7 separate regions of the Mus musculus genome follow, and regions 1, 2, 3, 4, 5 and 6 are each linked to region 7. The links are chromatin contacts, called in public Hi-C, HiChIP or PLAC-seq and promoter capture Hi-C maps. All regions are on one chromosome and are shown on one strand. Each heading gives the region's core, a stretch centred on a gene start, on an enhancer-like site or on the middle of the called end of the contact. The rest is flanking DNA. Distances are from core to core; before and after follow the strand shown. Region 1 holds the start of Rap1gapos (RAP1 GTPase activating protein, opposite strand). Region 2 holds the start of Emc1 (ER membrane protein complex subunit 1). Region 3 holds the start of Micos10 (mitochondrial contact site and cristae organizing system subunit 10). Region 4 overlaps Nbl1 (NBL1, DAN family BMP antagonist). Region 5 holds the start of Rnf186 (ring finger protein 186). Region 6 overlaps Tmco4 (transmembrane and coiled-coil domains 4). Region 7 holds the start of Mul1 (mitochondrial ubiquitin ligase activator of NFKB 1).

Region 1 (2,828 bases), core at 322-2,821, 730 kb after region 7:
GACCAAACAGCCAGCCACAACGAAACACCACACATGGCTGCACCAGAATCACAACCACATAAACACTGACACATGGCACTGTCACCCAGAGTGTGCACACAGAGCATCAAGTAACACCCACAGTTACAGCCCCACAGGCAACAGCAGACGCCCTGACACATGGCAAAGGAAGGCTGGGAGTGGTGTGGCCAGAAGCCGGGCATCCCACCTGGGGAAGAGCCACCAGAGTCACCCTATGATATCGCTCCATCTGTGTGGAAAAGGCAGCAGGCAGTCCCAACAACAGTTAAACACACACCCAGTGTCACTGCAGCCCATGGCCACAGTGTCCCTACGTCTGACCCAGGGGCAGCTTTGGAAAACACTAGGGTGCTCCGTGTAGTTCGGGTGTCAGTCCAAAAACATACACACCCACCGTGACGGGGTTCAGGCACAGACTGCCAGACTCTGGGTAGTAAGGCTGACTGATGGCCCTGGGTCCCCAGTCGGCCAGGCCGCCCCTGCCAGGGTCCTCACCTGCCAGCCGGCCCCCGCCGGCAACGAGCCCCTCCGCGGACGGCCATGGGGCGCTGGGGGCCGCGGCTGCGCCATCCCGAGCCCCAGCCCCGGCGGCGCTGTAAGCCGGCCCGGCCCGGGGCCCCGTAGCCCGAGCTCTGCGCTCCTGTCCCGCCCGCCGCCGCTCTGCCTTCTCTGGGCTCACCCTGCTGCCGGGCCCGAGGGGGCGGGGCGCCAGGTGCGGGAGGCGCGGAGGAGGGGCGGGGCGGAAGGCCACCACGCCCACTCGCGGGGCGGCCGGGCAAGGGGCCCAGGACACTGCGCCTGCGCGCGGGAAGCCTCAGGCACTTCTGTGAGCAGCTGTGTCTTCCCAGACTGGAGACCCTGCCTCTGGGCTTCAAGGACAAGGTTCTTGGGACAGCTGTGCCCAGGGAATGCAGGAGTACTGGAGATGGTGCTTAAGCACTTTCTTTGCTGGACCCTTTGCGTGTCTCACCAGATCGCCATAACCAAGGAGGTACAAATGTCTTCACTAGAAAATCATATTCCAAGAGGTGCAATAGCTTTTTTTGCTAGAAAACCCCGGGATCCCTGGAAGAGTCTGAAGCTGCAGAGTCTCTGGCACCTCCATTGGCTCAGTTTACCATCTGTAAATTACAAGGCTTCTGAAACGACACCCCCCACCCCCAACTTGACCCTGAAGTCCTTGTGTCTTAGGCTGGTGCAGCCAGTCTGCAGCAGGGACAGACCCCAAGACAGATGCTGGAGAAGTCTGGATGCTCTAGGGGCAGGACTGTCCTCCAGCTAGGGGCGGGGGGCAGATCTCCTACAGCTTCCCAGAAGTGCTGTCTACTACCCTCTGTCCCCAGGGCCAGGGAGCTCCTGAAAGGAAGGCAGGCAGCACTTTCCCTGCCCTCCCAGACCTGGCCCAGGGTCAGGTTTAGACCTAGAGAGCCAGCGGGAACACCAGAGATGTGCATTCCAGACACCGAGTAGCTTTGGCTTTAATAATTAACAACAGCAAATATTGATTTATGCAACCACTTCCAGGCCTGCACACTTCCGGGTACCCAACACAATGCAGCCAGAAGAGCATCTTTTCCTACCGTGGCCCTGGGGGAGGCCAAAGCTGCTCAAATCACCGGCGATATGTAGGCCAGGTAGAGTGGATGCCGCCTGCGTATGTGTCTAGGTCCTTATCTGTGTACATGTGTGTCTCCAAGGCTAGTCGTGGCTCTACGTGACATACTGCATTGCTGTAGCATAGAAGTACCCGTGGGTAGGAAGGGGTGGGTAGGGACGCCTGGGGGGGTATTTACTTTCTATCTCCTTTATGTGTTCATGAGCAAGTCTGAATACACTATAGATATATGTACTTGTGTCTGTCTGTCTGTCTGAATGTGGTCTGGCTCCCAGGTTAGGTATAGGTAGGCCAAGTATGCACATGTATGCAGATTTTACAGTCCCTGAGTACTGCAGAGGGTAGCTCGGTGTCTATTTAAATGTGGCTCCCCAAAGAAAAGAAAATACAACCCCTGCACAGCTCTGGGGACACAGTAATACTGATTATTTCCAAAGCACTTCCAAAGGCGCTGCCCAGTGACGAGCTGGCAAGGTCAATAGAGAAGACACTCTCAGCCATGCAATGGTGACACACACCTTTAGTCCCAGAACTCAGGAGACAGAGGCAGGTAGATCTTTGTGAGTCCAAGGCCAGCCTGGTCTACAGAGTGTGTTCCAGGACAGCCAGCATTACACAAGGAAACCCTGTCTTGAAAAACTAAAGAAGAAGAAGAAAGAGAAGGAGGAGGAGGAGGAGGCAGAGGAGGGGAGGAGCAACAGTAGCAGCAGCAGCTGTCTACTCTATGTTAGAGGTGGGACTTGCCCTTAGGTACAGGGAGGTTACATGCCCCTCAAACTGGTTCCAGTATCATTGTAAATATGTAACAGAATAGGGTATTGAGGAAAACTGGAGAGTATCCCAGGCAGGTTCCCTCAGCTCACCAATAGCCTGCTGGAAATCCAAATGAGTCACTCTGGGAGCTGGTTTCAGTTCACAGAATGGGTCCTAGTCTGGAGGAGGGGTGCACTGTGGGGCTGTGGCGGTCTGAAGCTCACTGTCTGCGCTGCGTTAGCATGATTGGAAAGTGGGAGCCAACTGGGTGGAGGCCAGGAGGCTGAAGGATAGCGGCTTCCTTGGTAACTGAAGGGCCCACCTTGGGCTCTCTGAGCCTCAGGCTCCGAGGATCTGCAACATTAGCCTTCCCTCCAGATGGAAGGGCCAAAACCCAGGCAGGACAAACAACAGTCCCATGGCCAGGGGGAAGCCTCAC
Region 2 (2,879 bases), core at 346-2,845, 920 kb before region 7:
TTCCCAACATACTGCTGTCTCCTGAGGACCAGTGCAGGGGAACGTCAGGGCACGAAGACAAACTGCTGCCTCACACCAGCACATCTCCCTCAGCACACGCAAGAAGTGCGTGCTAATGAAGAGCTCCGAGCATACGCAAGAGTTCTGTGCAACGTACTCAGAAGCAAAAGAAGGCAGGAGAGAACTGCCACCATATACATGGGAGACAATACCAGTCTGCCAGCTAAATGTAACACCTACCTACTCAGGCAACACCCCAGAGTCCTCGGCCTAATTAATTTTTAGCGGCAACAGACTTCCAGGGGCACGGCTTGCACACTGTTGCAATGGGGAAATGCTGCTGTCTGAGGCACACTGATTGAGCCTGGCATTTAGATGACATCTCTCATTTAGACCACTGTGTTATTTAGCCTAGTTTGTTTTAAAGGAGCTTCTGGGGTTTGATTTTTTTTTTTTGGTTTTTCGAGACAGGGTTTCTCTGTGTGTAGCCCTGGCTGTCCTGGCACTCACTTTGTAGACCAAGCTGGCCTCGAACTCAGAAATCCACCTGCCTCTGCCTCCCGAGTGCTGGGATTAAAGGCGTGCGCCACCACGCCCGGCTTTGGGGTTTGGTTTTGTTTTAAGATTTATTTATTTATTTTATGTATGTGAGTACACTGTCACTGTCTTCAGACACACCAGAAAAGGGCATCAGATCCCATTACAGATGGCTGTGAGCCACCAAAGTCCAGATAGGCTAATGATTGTTGGGACCAGGACCCAAAATGAACACCTTTAAAAAAAATACATATGTATGTGTGTGTGTGTGTGTGTGTGTTAGTTGTCTGTCAATTTCCCCAGAAGCATACAACTGATAAGTAGCCAAATGCTTATTCAATCTGAAATAAGCACAGTCAGAAGGAAGGGGTGAGCGAACGAATGTCAGTTTGGAGAGGGAGAGGCCACACTGCACCCAGAGAGTCCCTCAGAGGAAAAGGCTCACTTTAGAACTTGTGAGACAAGTGGACTAAGTGACACCAGCTAGTTTCAGGCTTAAAGTTCACTGGGGCTAGTGACCTGGGACCCAGAAGATCACAAACCTGACAGCCACAAAATCGGACATGACAGGAAAGGAGGGAACTAGTGACCTCTGACCAAAACCCTTAAAGCCTGCCTTCACTGCGGAGCAATCTGCACCGTCACACACAGGGCGGCTTAAAGAGCTCCCTCCATGCTTAACATAAAGCTCTTGGGTTGACATCTTACGACTCTTCATATCTGAAGAGGAGACTCTCACATTGTCATTCTGCACAGGGTGCAGCATTCATTCATTCATTCACTTCTCCCTGAAAGCACCCTCCCGCACCCCCGTTAAGTTATAGTCTGGGTTCGGCTCCATAGCAAATCTCCTTCAGATTAGCAGGAGGGAGACAGATGCTGAGGAAGCAAACACCGACGTCCTGGAGAAGCGTCACCTGTACGCACCAGTCAAACTTGCCCACTTGGTCTTCGTAGACCGCGGCCGCAGGGACGAGCAGCACAGCAGCCCAGATCCAGAACCCAGACGCCACCGCGACCGCCATGATTGAAGCCCAAGCACCGCCTGCCGCCAGCCCGGCATGCACCGGGCCTCAAGCCCCTCCCTCCGCAGAGCCATAGAGAGGAACCGGTTCGCGAGGGACTTGGTGGAGTGCTCGGGACTCGGAAGCCGCCGGGACTGGAGGGACCCGGGACCTGGGCAGAGAAGTGGCCTTCAGGACACTGGGCGGAGCGCAGGCGGGGAAGAGAGGGCTCGCCACAGTTCAGGCACACGCGAGGGGCAGCCCCGAGCGCCGTCCCATAAGCCCCCGCGGCAGCCGGGTCCTAACCGGCCGCCCAGTCTTCCGCCGCACGTGCCTTTGCCGCGATGCCCAAATCCAAGCGAGACAAGAAAGGTAGGTTCGGGGGGCCTGCGTCAAGGGGGCGAGGGGGACGCGGGTGAGACGCCGGGGCCTCTCCGAGAGGCTCGGCCGGCCGAGATAGCGAGAGAGCTGGAAACTGGTCCGGGCCGACAGCAGTCGCATAGCCCAGGCTCTCCTCGAACTTGCCAACCAGGATAGTCTTACACAACTAACCTTGCTGCTTCTACCTCCCGATTGCTGGAATTACAGGCAGCATCACTAAACCAAGTACGCTCTTGTTAGGCAAACACTACCCACATAGCACTGGTCTACATCCCCTGGCATGTGCGAGCGACCGTGTGTGTTTGAGAGAGGATCTTGACGATGTAGCTCAGATTTGCTTAGGACGGTCTCATTATCTCAAGAAAATAGGGGTTTTACAGTTTCGACTACTGCATGTTTTGTTTGTCTATTTATTGCTGGGGCCTTGAACTCTTCCAACTGTCTGCCTTGGCCCCAAATACTAGGATTCCATACTGAGCCACTACATCAAGCTAGCGGGCTGGCGCTTTTGTGGGTGTTAGAAGACAAGACAGTTGAACAAAAAGGGTCCGGCTTCATCAGACTCACCACCTTAGTTAGGGGTGTGTGTCTGTCTGTCTGTCTCCTATACCCCTGTCAAGTCAGTATAATGTGTCAGGTAGTCCAAGTGGAGTATGGAGCAGGTGGGAGTGATAGTGTTTTGCATAATGTTGTCAGGAAAACTCTCAGCGGTTAGAGAAGGTCGTTTGGAATAGAGGGAACACAAAATGAAAGGGGTCTGTGGTGTGATTAACATATTGTGGGACAGCCAGTGTGGCCATAGTGAACAAAGTGGGCTTAGAGGAAAAGACCCAGCCTTTGGTGTGGCTTTGCTTTGAAAGGGTCCCTTGATAGCACAGAGAATATGAAGGCAGCAAGGCCAGCAACCACCTGCAGCATGCTAAGTCGCACCAGAATCCTAGCGGTGGAGAGTCCGGG
Region 3 (2,712 bases), core at 22-2,521, 700 kb before region 7:
TAGTAAAGTGGGAAGAAACAATAAGAAACTAGCTATTCTGCTGGAGAAGATCAAGCTTGCTCCAAGGAACTCAATGCCCCTCATCAGCAGGAAACAGTCTAATGATAACGTCACCTGTTGCCCTATCCTTTCTTATCGCCTATCTAGTGTTAGGGGGTTGAGTGGGTGGAAGAAAAGAAGTATCTATAAAGTAACACTGGTTGCGCTTTAGGGCTGTTTAGGTCACTCGGCAAGTAATAGCACTGCCTCTAAGTCTGGTGATCTGCGTTCAGTCCCTGGCACCCACAGGGTGGAGGGGCACCCACTCCCACTAGCTGTCCTCTGACTCCCACATGTGCCATTATAGGGCATGCGCAGGCACCCACACACTCTGTATAAAATGCAGCAGGGTGGGGGGTTGTTTTTAAATCCATTTGAATGGAAGTCGTTCATGCTCAAATAAATACTCCCCGACTGTGGCCATGCAGACAACCCTAATTAAACTGTGGATGGAGTGGTGCACATCTTTGATCTCAGCCCTACAAGGCAGAGACAGGTAGATCTCTTAATTCAAGGCCAGCCTGCTCTACAGAGCCAGGTCCAGGACAGCCAGGGCTACACAGAGAATCCCTGTCTCTGAAAAACAAAACAAAACAAAACAGAGACAATCAGAGAAACAGAAAACAAAACCAAACCCTCATATAACATGCCGGGCAGTGGTGGCACATGCCTCTAATCCCAGCACTTGGGAGGCAGAAGCAGGGGTTTTCTGAGTTCAAGGCCAGTCTGGTCTACAGAGTGAGTTCCAGGACAGCCAGGGCTACACAGAGAGACCCTGCCTCAAAAAAAAAAAAAAACAAAAACAAAAACAAAGTATATAACATATATATATATATATATATACACACACACACACACACACATTATTTTATTTGTTATATGTTTTATTATATATAATATAGATATATAATATACGTATATTTTATATATATACATGTATACATATACATACACACATATATACACATACACACATGAGGAAGATGGGGTTCAGTAGGTATAAAATGGAGGATGAAAGAGGGCAACAGTAGAACGGGAGGAGGGCAATGGCCAAAATAATTATGTACAAATATGAAAAACCCAGGAAAGACAAGGCCTTCTGTACTCTGGATGTAGTCAGTCTTCGCTTCCCTTCCGCTATCTCCAAGGTCAGGGTCACCTCCGGCTCCCAGGCAACCTGTCACCTTGACGACCGAGCGAAGAAAAGCCGGAAGCCAGGGACGACGTATGTGATCCCGCGATATTTGGCGCGCCGGCTCCGGCCGGAAGCTTATGGTGGCGGCCGGCTCTCGCGAGACTTGCCATCAGTAGGAGCGCGGGGGCCGGCCGTGAAGAGTGCTGGAGTTGCCAGTGAGGAACATGTCGGAGTCCGAGCTGGGCAGAAAGTGGGACCGGTGCATGGCCGACACGGTCGTGAAGCTAGGTGAGCTCATCTGCCTCTGGTAGGCCCTGGGCTGGAGCCGAGCGGCCCGCGCGCGGACGGGAAGCCGCAGGGGTCAAGCCGCGGCCTGCTGCTGTCTGGACGGCGGGGCGCGCTGAGCTGCGGGGCGCTGACAGGTGACGACTGTCAAGCGGGGCGGCGAGGGCGACGAGGGCGACGAGGGCGGCGAGGACAACGGGCCGAAGGGCGCGGGAGTTTCCGAGGTGGCTGGAGGTGCAGGCCCGGGGAAGCAGCGGTGCTCCGGGAGTGGGAAGGCGTGCGGGACGCGCCGGGAAACTCTGTCACTCCATGCCCCATGTCCCCCGGGTTAGGCGAGCAGCCGGCCGGAGCGCAGACGGCTCCCCAGCCGGGAGCAAGCGGCCTTCGGAAGAAGGTCATAGAAGAAGGCGCTTAACCGCCTCCGTCGGGCCGCGCTGGCAATTGCGGTCGTGCCCGGCCTCATTGATCCGAACCCGCCTCGGGTCTGCAGTTGGAGCCGGGGGTTATTCTCCGGAAGAATGGCCGCAGTCAGATAGATCGCGGCCACCGCCGGCCCCCTCGGTAGTCCAGGTTGTCTCTTTGGACACGCGTCCTGTGACGACACACTTTGTGAGGTCACGGGGTCGGGGAAGGAGGCTCGGGGGGCGGGGGTGTCCCATATAATAGTGATGGTGATGCAGATGTTAGGCGCGCTGCTCGCCACGGTAGCTCGGAAATGACCTGTCTCGTCGTGAGTTGGAGCTCGGTGAAGGAGCTTGCCTGAAATCGCGTTGCTGATAATGTGGCATAGTTGAGAATCCCTCCCCCCCCAGGATTTCTTCCTTGGGGTTCTCAGGCTCTCTGCTGATCCTCGTCCACTCCATCTTTCTCTTGTTGATTGTCTGCAGCTATTGGTGTGTAGGCCAGAGATCGATGATGAGTGGCTTCCCTCCCTCAGTAGCTCTTTGCCCTATTTATTGAGACAGTGCCTCACTATGGAGACCTGGCTGGCCAGGAAAACTATGTCAGCCAAGTTAGCCCTGAACTCAGACACTCTCTGCTGGATTTAAAGGTGTGCACCACTACACAGGACTCTCACAGGAACTGGAGCGCATCAGTTTGCCTAAACTGGCTGCCCATTGAGTTTTGATCGGCCTTCTCCCCCTCCCCAGCATTTTTTCATGGGTGTTGAGGATTTGAGCTCAAGTCTTTTTTTTTTTTATGCCAGGGGCTTTATTATCCACTGAGCTGTCTCTCCAATTCCTCCGACTCTT
Region 4 (2,700 bases), core at 103-2,602, 650 kb before region 7:
GAAGGGAGAGTCTAACCACTGTGTAGACAGACACGAGCCACTGAGTTGCTGGTTGAGAACATAAACAAGTGAAATGAACAGAAGATGCGGTGGTAGGCAGGTGGAGGGCACCATGGTCTCTGGGTAGGGTGTGAGCGGTAGAGGAGGGGCTTTCCTAATGGCAAATTTTGCCTTCCTTCCCACATTGCCCAGCTTTACTCATGGTCCTGGAAAGTGAGGGTGGTGGTGGGTGCTGGATGCTGGTTACTGAATGGGTGCTGGGTGCTGAGTGCTGGATGTTGGATACTGGGTGCTGGATGCTGAGTGTTGGATACTGGGTGCTGGATGCTGAGTGTTGGATACTAGGTGCTGAATGCTGGGAGTTGGATGTTGGGTATTGGATACTGGGTGCTAGATGCTGGGTCCTGGGTATTGGATGTTGAATGCTGGGTGCTGGGTGTTAGATGCTGGCTGCTGGGTGTTGAATGTTGGGTATTGTATAATGGGTGCTGGATGCTGGGTACTGTCCTAGGAACATGCCAGCTCTGGGAAGGAGCAGTGTTTCTCCTTTACACAGGGAAGTAGGCTGTGAGAGATGAAGTCTTTCTTACAGCCACACAGCTCTTAGGCTGCAGAATCTGAACACTGAGAACTCCAGGGACAGCGGGCTGGTCTACTGGTGTTCTGGCTGCTGTCCTGGGGAGGTCAAGGGTGATCCCAGTGTTCTGCTGCCAGGCCCTGGTCAGGGTGTGGTGGGTTGGGGCATACCACTCTTCTGAAGGGTATGGCTAATCCTAGTTCCCCATGGGCCATCTGAAAAGGAAGACTCGTTTCTCCTTAACTTCTGCCAGCTCTAACAACAGAGACTGCTCTCTGGGCCAGGGACACTGCAAATGTCCCCTTATCCTGTCTCCAGGTAGCTTTGTGGTCAACCTCCAGGCTGATCTTCACTTTAGCCAGTCCCCATGTTGTGGCAGCCTTAAGCCTCACCCTCTCCGAGTTCTGGGTCCAAGTCAGACTCCCAAATCCATCTTGACTGCTGTTGAGACTCAGCTCAAACCTCAAACCTAACTCCTACTGAGACTTTTGCTTCCCTTCCTACCTGGGTCTTACTCACTTCCTGCCTGTCATGAGCAAGAAAGTGTCACAGAGTCAGGTGACACAGCAGGGACTTTCTGATGCCTAGAGAGGCTAGCCCCGCACAGGGAGGGCCCTGGAGTTCTGGTCTTTTTCTATGGGTTCTGGACCGCTTTAGAAGGCCAAGGTCATACATTGGCTCAGGTTAGTTCCTGGGAGTGGGAGGAGGGGGATGCAGGGGCTCTATCGGGAGCAGGAGGCTGATGCTGTTGAGTTGCAGTTAAGGAGTCCAGTCAGTTCCTTTAGGGTGTGCTTGCTCTAAGAATATAGGTTTGCTGTAGATCTTGTTGGTGAGTTTGGATTGTGCAGATCACAGCAGAAACTTATTGGGGTTCCACTCCCTCAGTGCCCCTGGATTCTCACTGTCCCCTCCATAGATACTTTTCAAAATACCTGCTTCCCCACTCCTGGTACCTGGCTTACAGAGGACTAGAGGAATACATCCCTGCTCCTCTGCCCCACAGGCAAGCGCATCCAGGCCCCTCTGGGGACTGAACTAAGACACAGTTCCCAACTGAGCTGGGTATAGTCCCTGGCTGAGTCTATCCGAACCACCCTGGGAAAGCGTGAATCTTATCGCAGCTGGCAGCTTTCACACTGTAAGTCCCCAGGGAATTCTGAGACACTATCAGGTGTGAAAGTGCCATTTATTTTACAGGTGGAGGACAGGTAGAGAGGAACTGAGACTTGAAGATGGAGGGTCACAAAGCACTAGACAGACAGATCCATCCCTTTCTTCAGTGTCCTGTCTCAGAGGGGTCAGGGGGATGGAGCCTTTGGAAGCACTTTCCTTGGTATAGGTCTCTCTGAACTCCCCCGTCCACTATTTCTGAGGTGTGTGTGGGGTGGGGTAGGGGATTGGGTGAAGCCTACAGAAGATAAAGTTGGGGAAGGTGGCAGAAGTCCCCCTCTGAGTGTTTCCTTTAAACACAGACTTCTGTCCTGCAGCGCCATCTAGTGGCTGACTGGGAAATTTAGTGTTTTACTCCTGAAGCAGAGAACTCTGTAAATAGTCTGGGGATAATGATGTGTGCTACACCCTGGTGGAGAATCATAAGAAGAAACATATCTGAGTGGTATAGAGTTGAGTATCGATGTCTTTTTAGGAGGCATGGACAATAGCCAGCCGTCTCTAAGGCTGTAATCAAAGGATTACTTCGGGTTTATAATTTGAGGGATTCGATCCAGAGCCGTCGTGCAAGCTAGGCAGACACTGTACCACTGAGGGGCATTCCCAGTCTGACATTAGTAACTATCCTACTGAGGACCGTTCAGTCTCCCCAGCGCTGGCAGGTGCGATGCTACATATAGCTGCTTCTGACGTTTAGAGAGGTCTGAGGTGTATTTGGAGCTGGCCATAGGGTAGGTGGGATCAGGAGAATTAGGAGTGCAAAATCATCCTTGGGTACAGACTTAATTGAAGGTCAGCCTGGGCTACATGTGCAGATCTGACTTTGACTCTTGGGATCAGAGTCCATGTTTGGAAGGCACCTCTGCTCCTGAGCACCTAACCTCCGAGGCTATACTGCACCTCACCTGCCACCTGTGTTTAGTTCCAGGGCTCCGGAGGTGACGGGCACAATG
Region 5 (2,759 bases), core at 196-2,695, 530 kb before region 7:
TGTGGGAAACCGTAAGGAGACTTTTGGCATGGAAGGTTTGGGATCAGTGTAGCAAGCAACCCTGGGGAAAACCTGGCAGTATCCCCTTGGGCTCTGGCACCCCAGGAGGGAAAGTGGGCAATGGCTAGAGATGGTCACAAACTTCCCAGGACACAAAACATCAAAGCCCAAATTTAAAAAAAATGAAGCCAGCTACATGGATTACAAAAGAGACCTGGTTCTATTTGCTTTGTAGTAAGGCCAATGTCCCAATATGTGTACAAAGGGATATATACAAAACTTAGGAGCTCTGGAATAGGGGTAGGGACCCCACCACCCTTGAGTCACTCATTCAGGGGGTGTCTCCTCTCTTTCCCCCTTTCCTTCCTATGCTACACAGGAACAGGCAGGTGCGATCCCACTGTTCCAGCACAGAATCCTTGATCCAACATGGCCAGTCTGGCTTTGACACGCAAGTCCAGTTCGAATGTGATTTTGAAAGGCGGCCCCTAGCCCCTTACCCATGCAGACTGTGAGGTCTGGGGGAGGAGGGAACCTTGGCAGCACTGGGCCTGTAGGGATCCAGAGTTCTCAGGCAATAGAAGTGATCTGGGTTTGCTTTTGCTCTCTGCAGAACAGAGTCCTGGGGCAAAGCCAGTTGCTGTTCTGGCTCTGGGGGTGACAGCAGAATAGGGTGGACATCAGGAGAGCCAGAGCAATGACAAAGGCCAACACCCACCGGATGACACCCGGGTAGATGAAAGGCAGGATAAGGACAATGACAAGAGCCAACAAGAGCAAGTGTACAGCCAGGCGCCGGGCAGCTACACGGTTGACACTTACAGTGTCCTGTTCTTCTTCTCCTGTCCAGTTGGCTGGCCGAGTTGCTGAAGCGGCAGAACCCACTAGCCTCTGAGGACATAGGCGCACCTCTGGGCATGGCAGGGCCAGACGCCCCACCATCGCCTCCTGGTCTCGCAAGCTGCAGATGAGGCCTCCCGGGACAGCAGTGACCTTTCGGCACAGCGGACAGGGGATGGACCAGGTGTCTTCCTGCACATATAGCAGAAGCTTCAGGCATACGGCACAGAAGGTGTGCTGACAGCTAAGCAGCTTGGGGGACCGAGCACAGTTGTAGGGCTCTCGGCACACCAAGCATTCCAGGTCACCCTCCACAGAGATGCTGAGCCGCCCGGTGGGCCCCAAGGCAATGATGGTGCTGGTGGTGGTGGTACCCGCTGGGATAGGCTGTGGGGCCTCAGTGCAGGACATTCTGGGTACAGAGGTGGAGGGACAAGGCTGATCCGCGCACGGGCATCCGCATGCGACATCCACCGGAGCTGCCAGGACTTGCATGGGTTCCGGTCCTGTGGGGACGCTTCCAGTCTCCCTTCTGCTCTCTGCGGGTACCTGCTGACAACCGATGTCTGGCATCTTGCTCCCTTGGTTGCCCTGCTTGTTTCTCCGCTTATGTTGGTCCTTCAGTTATTATTATTTCTTTACTCGAAACCCAGGGTTAATCAGTAACTTGGAGACCTGGAGACTTTGAATTACCTGATAGAAGGGCCAAAGTGGGTGGAGTCTCATGAATCAGGACTTTCCTGTTGGGGCCATGCCTGGTGAGTGTCTACATGACAACCGACAGGGACGCTGTCTCTACTACTACGCTCTGGAGCGCACCAGTGACACCCCATCCCCACCTCCACCTCCACCCCTGGCCAATCAAAGCCCTGGTGTAGGGAAATGAGCAGAAACCCCACAACCCTTTAGAAATTACATTTATTCTCTGTGTGTGCCGGTGTAGGCATGTGACACATGTCTTCATGGTCCACATGTGGCGGTCAAGGGACTTGAAAGAGTCAGTTCTCTTGTGTAACGAGGGGGGTTCTGCGGGGTAGAACTTAGGGTGTCACAATTGCTGGCATACTTGCTGAGACATCTCATCAGCCTTTAAAAATGCAGAGTACCAGGCTCCGAGGCACAGAGGGGTAGATGTGTCAGGCCCGGATGGGGTGTAAACAACTGTAAAGCTCTCCAACATCTCTGTGGTCCTGATGAGGGTGACTGGGAAGCATCCCTCTGAGAAAGGCCTCCAGACCTTCTAGATTTCAGACTCAATGCAGAAGAGAGTGTTTGTGCCTTGAAAACATGGGCAAATGGGTGGCATTAGGAAAAAAGAGAAAGAGAGATTGGGCGAAGTGTTGGGGACAGGAAAGTCTGAACAGAAAACCGAAACTAACAAGCACACATTGGCCCATTCAGTTTCTTGTCATCCTCACAGCTGCATTAGCAGCTTCCGGTTCCCAGGTATTTATCTCTCCTGTCAGTGCACCGCGGGAACAGACCCCTGGCTCTAGGCACCCAGGCATAAGCATAAACTGCTGTTATTTGGGTCTTCTAAGAGCCAGCTCTCCCGGCCTGGGTCCTCACCTGTGGTCTCCTAGAATGCCAGCTCTGTAAGAAAGGTCTGGGCACAGGGGCAGGGTGTTGGCTTGTTGGCTGCCTGCCAAGGGGCCTACCACAGGGGCAGGATCTTGCCATGTCCAAGGTCTGGTTCCCAGTCTCGTGGAACTCAGCCATGTCAATCCATGAAGATTCTATTGGCCTCTGGGTGGCTGGCTTAAGCTGGTAGGACTCCATGTGGCATGGTAGAGGGGACGAAGTGTGGCAGTCATGAAATTCTGTCCCCCTCACCATGCCTGGAATGAGAGAGCTGGGATGGGGGCTAGAGAGATGGCTCAGCAGTTAAGAGGACTGACTGCTCTTCCAGAGGTTCTGAG
Region 6 (2,700 bases), core at 10-2,509, 570 kb before region 7:
AGGTTGCCCATAGTGTGGTGGTGTATGTTGGTGCCCCCATGTGCTCATGGTGGTTTGAAGTTTGCTGATGAAATGAGGAGTAGTCACATGGCTTTCTGGTGAGAAAGGAAACTGAGGCAGATGGAGGAGCAAGGCCAAGTCAGGCCCGTCTACCCAGTGGAGAGGCAACGGGAGAAAGCGGTGGCCTAAGAGGCTGGAGACCTGGTGTTGGTTGTGAGCCAACTTTTCACTGTCCTTCTCCTAGAAGGCTCCCTTCCCTTTCTTGACTTTGGTCTCTCCTGGTGACATGAGATCATCCAAATTGACCTGAGACCTCCTGAGACTCAGGTCTGCAAACTGAGGCATGTGTCTGAAGTGCTTTACTGGGGGCAGGGGAGTCAGGTGGCCACATGAGCCCCTAGGTCCAAGCTTGGTACAGAGTGCGTGCTCAACACACAATGTCTTTCTAGTCACTGGGATTATACTATCAGCTCTGGGTTAAATATGCACATCAAAAGCAAGTTGGAAACTTAGTCCTAATGCCTGTTCGTTAAGTGGTGGGACCTTTAAGAGTAGATTAAGTCTGGAGAGATGAAGGCTGACACAGCCAGAGTGGGTCCCAGCCCCATTCTGCTTTCTTTCTCTCTTTCCTGCCCTCCCTCACTCTTACATTTTCTGCCTCCGGACACTTTGACATGAAGGCTCTTGCCAGGTGCAGGTCCCTTGATATTGGACCCGGCCTTTCAGAACTTGAAGAAGTTGATCTTTGTTCTCTGCGAGTTACCTGGTCTCCGGCTTTCTGGCATAGCACACACAACACAGTTTAAGAGGACACCGAGCTGGAAAGTTCACTCACTGGGTAAAATGTTTGCTGTGCAAGCATGACAGCCTAAGTTCGGATCCCCTGAACTCAAGTAAAGTTGGACACTAAGGAGAAACGGGACGGGGAGACAGGAGAATCTCTGCAAGCTGGTGGGCTGGCTAGCCTGGTGAGTGACACAGGAAATAACAAAGGCTCCCTGTCCCAAACAAGATGAAAGGTGAAGACCGACACCTGAGGTTGTCAGCCGACCTTCACATGTGCACACAATATATACATGCCCTGTAGCATGCTCCTCCCACAACTGAAAATATAAATAAAGGACTAAAAGTATCCTCTGGACCAGAGCCTACAGTAGTCTTCCGGGATCAAAGACCGTTATTGATGACCTTGTGAGCCTGCTGGGGCCAAGACTCCAAATTTCCAGCAAAGCTCTGGAATGGAGATGCAGGAAGGATCCCGCCAGAGCCTCCAGAGGGAGCACCATCCTGCTGGCTGCATTTCAGACTCTGGGTTTCACAGAGGACACAGCGAAGTCAGGTGGCTAACAGGAGCCCCAGGAAACTAACGCGGGCAGAATGGGGCCCTGCCACTCACAGAGTAACTTTGGCAGATGGCATGGTTAGCCTTATCTCTGAGATGCCTTCCTCCATTACAAAATCAGCAGGTCTCTCCTGAACTCATTCAACAGGACTTCGCTAAGTGCCTGCCTGGTCCTAAGCTTGACCTACTGGAAGCTTCCCAGGGGTGGAAAAGGAAGACCAACCCTAAATGTGAGCAGTCACATCTCAAGGACTGGGGAGCAAGCCTGAATAAAGGGAGAGAGGAGAGAGTGAGCCAGCTAGTGCTTGAGTGAACACCCACCTTTCCTTGCTTCCTGACCGCCAGTGTCACGTGACCTTGCCTCATGCTCCTCCCACTACAACCAGAAAAGCTTTCTGTCCCCATGCTGTCCCCTCTAGGATAGATCTCACCCAGAAACTATGAGCCACAATTGTTACATCTCAAACCCAGGACAAATGGCCAAGGTGCCTATTTAGCATCTCAAAGCAGACCTGGCTGCCAGGTTCTCCCTGCATCTCTCAGCCCTTACCTCTTATGGGCATGGCTGGCACTGCCCATCTTCTACCCTAAACTTTTCCAGCCCAGGGTGGGCTGCCCTTCCCCCAGCCTCCCTTCCCTGTATAATTCAGCCATTTTGGCTATCTGGACCTTTTGTCTGCTCTGTACTCTCCTGGCTCTCCCCTCCCCTCCCCCACCTTCTCATGTGGCCCAGCTCAGGGTTGTGTTCACTCTGGACTCTCTCAGATGTCCCTGCCTCTGACTCTGCTCTCCCTCAGACCTACAATGAACCTCCTCCACCATGCTTGGAGCAGTCAGGCTCCTTCCTTTTGATTTCTTTTATTATTATTATTATTATTATTATTATTATTATTATTAAAAAATAAACCCTTTCTTTCTTAAGCTGGTAGATTCTTAAAGACTTTATTTTTTAATGCGATAATGTGGGTAGGTGTTTTGCCTGCATGAGTGTCTGTGTACCACGTGTGGTATAGAGTATCGGATTACCTGAGACTGCAGTTATAAATATGGGTGCTAAGAATTGAACCCAGGACCTCTGGAAGAGCAGCCAGTGCCCTTAACCTCTGAGCCATCTCTCCAGCCCTGATAGTCTATTTTTAAGTTAAAATAAACAGACAAACAAAATCAGGGGAAACCAGTCCTCTATTACCATCAATTATGCAGCTGAGTTTCCCACATCACTCTTACTTACTGCAGTGGATGGGCCTCTGCCCCGGAAAAGCACCTTCCTGCAGTGTCTGTCCGCCAGGACAGTGTCCTTGGTCACAGCGATGAGAAAGGCGATCAGTGCAAGAAACATGTGGTGGCAAGGAGGGCCA
Region 7 (2,984 bases), core at 440-2,939:
CAACTGCCAGAACAAGTCTTTGGCTGATGGACTGTGAAATTCCAGCCAGCATAACACCACCACCATGCGCTGGGCAGCTACTGCTCGTCACACGCTGAGGTAAGAACCGAGAGATGAAGATGATCCCCCCGCCCTTTCAAGGTTCGTCAGCTTGACAGGTGCCACAGAGCAAGGCGGTCAACTAAGAAAGGAGGACAAAAAGTGTCGTGTTGCTGGAGTTCCAGGCAGAGCTGTGCCACGGTACCCATAAGAGCCAGCCTCAGCCACCAGTCCTCAACAAGCCAACTACAAAAGCTAAATTAACAGCGACAAGCCAGTGAGGGCGAAGACCCCTGGGGGCTCCGCTCCACCCCAGCTTTATCTCTGGGTCCTAACACAAAAGCAAGGGCCTTTCACATCTTTACCTTATTACTTTTTATTATATGGGTGGTTTTGCCTGCATGCATGTCTGTGTATCACATACATGCCTGGTACCCAATAGAGGCCAAAAGATCACCTGGGACTGGAGACAAAAATAAAACAGAGACGGAAATGTGCCGTCTGAGCTGTTAAGTGCAACCCTCAAATGAGAATGTAGTTTTAAAGTAACTATAATATACAAAGAAATGACTGTAGAAACCTGGAGCGGAGCGGTTAAATAGATGAGCCTTTAAGTTCTCTGTTCTCCAAATGAGCCTCTAAGTTTGCTGTTCTTCACGTTGGAATCACCCCTGCCTTACATATCTTCACATCCTCCATCTCCGACCCAAGTATCACCTTGTTTAAAATGGCGACGCCCCCCTGTCAATGGCCATAATCTAGAATCACTTGGAAAGAGTGTCTCAACAAGGAACTGTCTATATTGAGTCAGCCTGTGTAGGCATAGCTGTTTAGACACTGTCCTGATAGCTCTAACTGAAGGGGGGAAACTCGCTGTTGTGTTGTGACTGACACCATTCTCTAGGTCTGGGCTCTGGACTGTTTAATAGTTGTTTCTCTCGACTCAGACGTGATTTGCAGCTGACTCAAGTTCCTGGCCTGGACTTCCCCGCGATGATGAATGGTAACCTGAAACTACAAACGAAATAACCCTTCTCCCTCTCCTAAGCTGCTTTCTGTCAGATATTTTACTATAGCAAAAGGAACGGAACTCTCCGTTTCCCTATCTTTCCGCTTTTCTCTGCCCTACTCCAACCCGATTCTCGCCCTATCACACGATCCAATTACGTGTAGGCGTGTGGTTGACCTAGAATGCACTGTGCACCAGGACAATGGCCTGTTTTTCTCACTACCTGGTGCCCAGCAGGTTTTCGAGAAACAGTTTTACAGCACTGCAATAACGTCCAGTGACACTGAGGGTCACTGGGGGGGGGCAGCCTCGCTGCAGCAGGTGCCCGGGATCCCCTCTGGCTGCGCGTCGTCTGGGGCCCTGTGGCTCCCCGGTGCGCCCCGGCGCGAGCTGCCAGTGAGACCGGGCTGCCCACCCCACCCCCCGCACTGACCTTGAGTTCCTGCGCGACCTGGGCCTTCTGCCGGTATATGGAGTACAGTACGGCGGTGACCATCGAACTGGTGCCCAGCAGGATGACCTGGCCGAGCGACGGTCGCGAACCGCTCTCCATGGCGACCCCAAGCCGCACCAGCCGCCTCGAAATCACCTGCGACCCCTACGCAGCCGCGCAGCCCTTCCCGGAACCCGTCGCCCGTCGATGACGTAAAAACCGGAAGTGGAGGACGGGGGTGGAGCAAAGACGTTGCCTAGGTGGTTGCGACGTTACTGCGGCCTCCTGGGAAACCGGTGGGGCTGGCTGTGGTCACGTGGGAGCTCTCCCTCCGGGTTTCTAGACGTTCTTGCTCCGTTATTGTTAAATGACATCTAATTTATCCTATGAGAGCGTGCCTTGGTGCACCTATAGAGGGCAGGACTCGATCTGAGCGTCCCGGTTTCTCCTACTTTATGGGTCCTTGGGATGGAACTCAAGTTCTTAGCCATGGTGGCAAAGCACCTTTACTCACTGGTCTGTTTCTCCAGCCCTTGCTGGATTATTTGATGTCGCCGCCGTCAGATGGGGAGCTGAGTAAAACGCGTGTTCAGCACCAAGAAGTGTTAGGCTTTAAGCTATCGGAGAACCTTGAAACCTGGCTTTTAAAGATGAAGAAACTAGCCCGGCGTGGTGACGCACACCTTTAATCCCAGCACTTGGGAGGCAGAGGCAGGCGGATTTCTGAGTTCGAGGCCAGCCTGGTCTACAAAGTAAGTTCCAGGACAATACAGAGAAACCCTGTCTCGAAAAACCAAAAAAGAAGAAGAAGGAGGAAGAGGAAGAAGAAGAAGAGAAGAAAGAAGAAGAAAAAAGAAACTGGGGCCAGAGGGGATGGAGAACATGGTCGGAGCCATACTGCAAAGGAGAGCTGGAGAAAAATTAGTCCAGCTTCAAAGCCCTCAACCACTACACCAGTTGAATTGATTCTACACCAGTTGAATCGCGAAAATAGCTCTTAATCTACTGCCACGCCACCCCCAAAACAGCATACTGCTTATTTAATAATAACAGCAAATATTTTTATTGAGTGACTATTATATGCCTTGTACTGTAGTTCGTATTTCTTAGGCCTGGCCTGTGTTTCACTCCACTATCTAGGGACCAAACCCAGGGTTTCAAGTGTTCTTCCACTTAGCTCCGTCCCAGTCACTCCAGACCAGCATTTGATGCATTCAACCACTGCCACAGTAGAGTTTCAGGAGAGGAAACTGAGGCTTCGGTTAAGAAATACACACAGTCCAGCACTCAGGAAGCAGAGGAAGGCAGACCTCTGAGTTCAAGGCCAGCCTGGTCTACAGAACGAGTTCTAGTACAGTTGGGACTACACAGAGAAGCCTTGTCTCAAAAAAACAAGTGGTGGGGAGAATATAAATACACTCAGACCTTTAACTAAAAATGATAATGGGCTTCAACCCAGGTGACCTTTGGAGAACTCGTCCAACTCCTCTCAGACATCAGAGT

What was found. Promoter capture Hi-C pulls out the DNA fragments that hold promoters and counts their contacts. Hi-C and Micro-C count contacts between places; a contact is called where the count stands out from the background. HiChIP or PLAC-seq counts read pairs in DNA pulled down with a chosen protein or histone mark.
Region 1: a FOXA1 HiChIP or PLAC-seq map of pancreatic cancer cells shows a contact between it and region 7. The contact joins the promoter of Rap1gapos here to the promoter of Mul1 in region 7. A contact is called at or near these places in 3 of 39 promoter capture datasets (hippocampal neurons, liver and pre-B cells) and 1 of 115 datasets of contacts at active chromatin or transcription factors (pancreatic cancer cells).
Region 2: an H3K4me3 HiChIP or PLAC-seq map of embryonic forebrain shows a contact between it and region 7, with 2.3 times the contacts expected there. The contact joins the promoter of Emc1 here to the promoter of Mul1 in region 7. A contact is called at or near these places in 1 of 115 datasets of contacts at active chromatin or transcription factors (embryonic forebrain) and 1 of 9 other capture datasets (adipose tissue).
Region 3: a Hi-C map of CD8 T cells shows a contact between it and region 7, with 5 times the contacts expected there. The contact joins the promoter of Micos10 here to the promoter of Mul1 in region 7. A contact is called at or near these places in 2 of 39 promoter capture datasets (hippocampal neurons and liver), 2 of 484 Hi-C or Micro-C datasets (CD4 T cells and CD8 T cells) and 1 of 115 datasets of contacts at active chromatin or transcription factors (pancreatic cancer cells).
Region 4: an H3K4me3 HiChIP or PLAC-seq map of bone marrow-derived macrophages shows a contact between it and region 7, with 4 times the contacts expected there. The contact joins the enhancer-like site here to the promoter of Mul1 in region 7. A contact is called at or near these places in 2 of 39 promoter capture datasets (hippocampal neurons and liver), 10 of 484 Hi-C or Micro-C datasets (B cells, the G1E-ER4 cell line, cerebral cortex and 3 more), 3 of 115 datasets of contacts at active chromatin or transcription factors (bone marrow-derived macrophages and embryonic stem cells) and 1 of 9 other capture datasets (embryonic stem cells).
Region 5: a promoter capture Hi-C map of hippocampal neurons shows a contact between it and region 7, with 6 times the contacts expected there. The contact joins the promoter of Rnf186 here to the promoter of Mul1 in region 7. A contact is called at or near these places in 3 of 39 promoter capture datasets (hippocampal neurons, liver and pre-B cells), 1 of 484 Hi-C or Micro-C datasets (CD4 T cells), 6 of 115 datasets of contacts at active chromatin or transcription factors (T-cell acute lymphoblastic leukemia, bone marrow-derived macrophages, embryonic stem cells and 3 more) and 1 of 9 other capture datasets (embryonic stem cells).
Region 6: a contact with region 7 is called in an H3K4me3 HiChIP or PLAC-seq map of embryonic stem cells, with 4 times the contacts expected there. The contact joins the enhancer-like site here to the promoter of Mul1 in region 7. A contact is called at or near these places in 3 of 39 promoter capture datasets (hippocampal neurons and liver), 1 of 484 Hi-C or Micro-C datasets (embryonic stem cells), 3 of 115 datasets of contacts at active chromatin or transcription factors (bone marrow-derived macrophages and embryonic stem cells) and 1 of 9 other capture datasets (embryonic stem cells).

The regions. Positions count from the first base shown.
Region 1 is chr4:137,705,349-137,708,176 of GRCm38.p6, reverse strand. It overlaps Rap1gapos (RAP1 GTPase activating protein, opposite strand), which reads left to right and starts at 1,571. Exons shown (of 2, transcript NR_138594.1): 1 at 1,571-1,655. Rap1gap (Rap1 GTPase-activating protein) reads right to left here and starts at 710. Exons shown (of 24, transcript NM_001379234.1): 1 at 517-710. The coding sequence starts at 591.
Region 2 is chr4:139,351,303-139,354,181 of GRCm38.p6, reverse strand. It overlaps Emc1 (ER membrane protein complex subunit 1), which reads right to left and starts at 1,595. Exons shown (of 24, transcript NM_146157.4): 1 at 1,465-1,595; 2 at 1-21. The coding sequence starts at 1,562. It overlaps Mrto4 (mRNA turnover 4, ribosome maturation factor), which reads left to right and starts at 1,606. Exons shown (of 8, transcript NM_001290810.1): 1 at 1,606-1,913. The coding sequence starts at 1,886.
Region 3 is chr4:139,129,672-139,132,383 of GRCm38.p6, reverse strand. It overlaps Micos10 (mitochondrial contact site and cristae organizing system subunit 10), which reads left to right and starts at 1,271. Exons shown (of 4, transcript NM_001163006.2): 1 at 1,271-1,462. The coding sequence starts at 1,399.
Region 4 is chr4:139,085,618-139,088,317 of GRCm38.p6, reverse strand. It overlaps Nbl1 (NBL1, DAN family BMP antagonist), which reads left to right. Exons shown (of 4, transcript NM_008675.2): 2 at 2,670-2,700. The coding sequence starts at 2,698. Among named protein-coding and RNA genes, the nearest start is that of Nbl1, 6.0 kb to the left of the region's middle. Within about 2 kb of position 1,352, at least 61 of the 459 cell types and tissues checked have an H3K27ac peak or open chromatin away from gene starts, as enhancers often do. A contact at or near this core is called in bone marrow-derived macrophages, where this site is marked.
Region 5 is chr4:138,965,805-138,968,563 of GRCm38.p6, reverse strand. It overlaps Rnf186 (ring finger protein 186), which reads right to left and starts at 1,445. Exons shown (of 1, transcript NM_025786.4): 1 at 199-1,445. The coding sequence starts at 1,251. The coding sequence ends at 571.
Region 6 is chr4:139,000,225-139,002,924 of GRCm38.p6, reverse strand. All of the region lies in intron 7 of Tmco4 (transmembrane and coiled-coil domains 4), which reads right to left. Among named protein-coding and RNA genes, the nearest start is that of Gm33214, 18 kb to the left of the region's middle. Within about 2 kb of position 1,259, at least 12 of the 459 cell types and tissues checked have an H3K27ac peak or open chromatin away from gene starts, as enhancers often do. A contact at or near this core is called in embryonic stem cells and liver, where this site is marked.
Region 7 is chr4:138,433,377-138,436,360 of GRCm38.p6, reverse strand. Mul1 (mitochondrial ubiquitin ligase activator of NFKB 1) reads right to left here and starts at 1,689. Exons shown (of 4, transcript NM_026689.3): 1 at 1,482-1,689. The coding sequence starts at 1,601.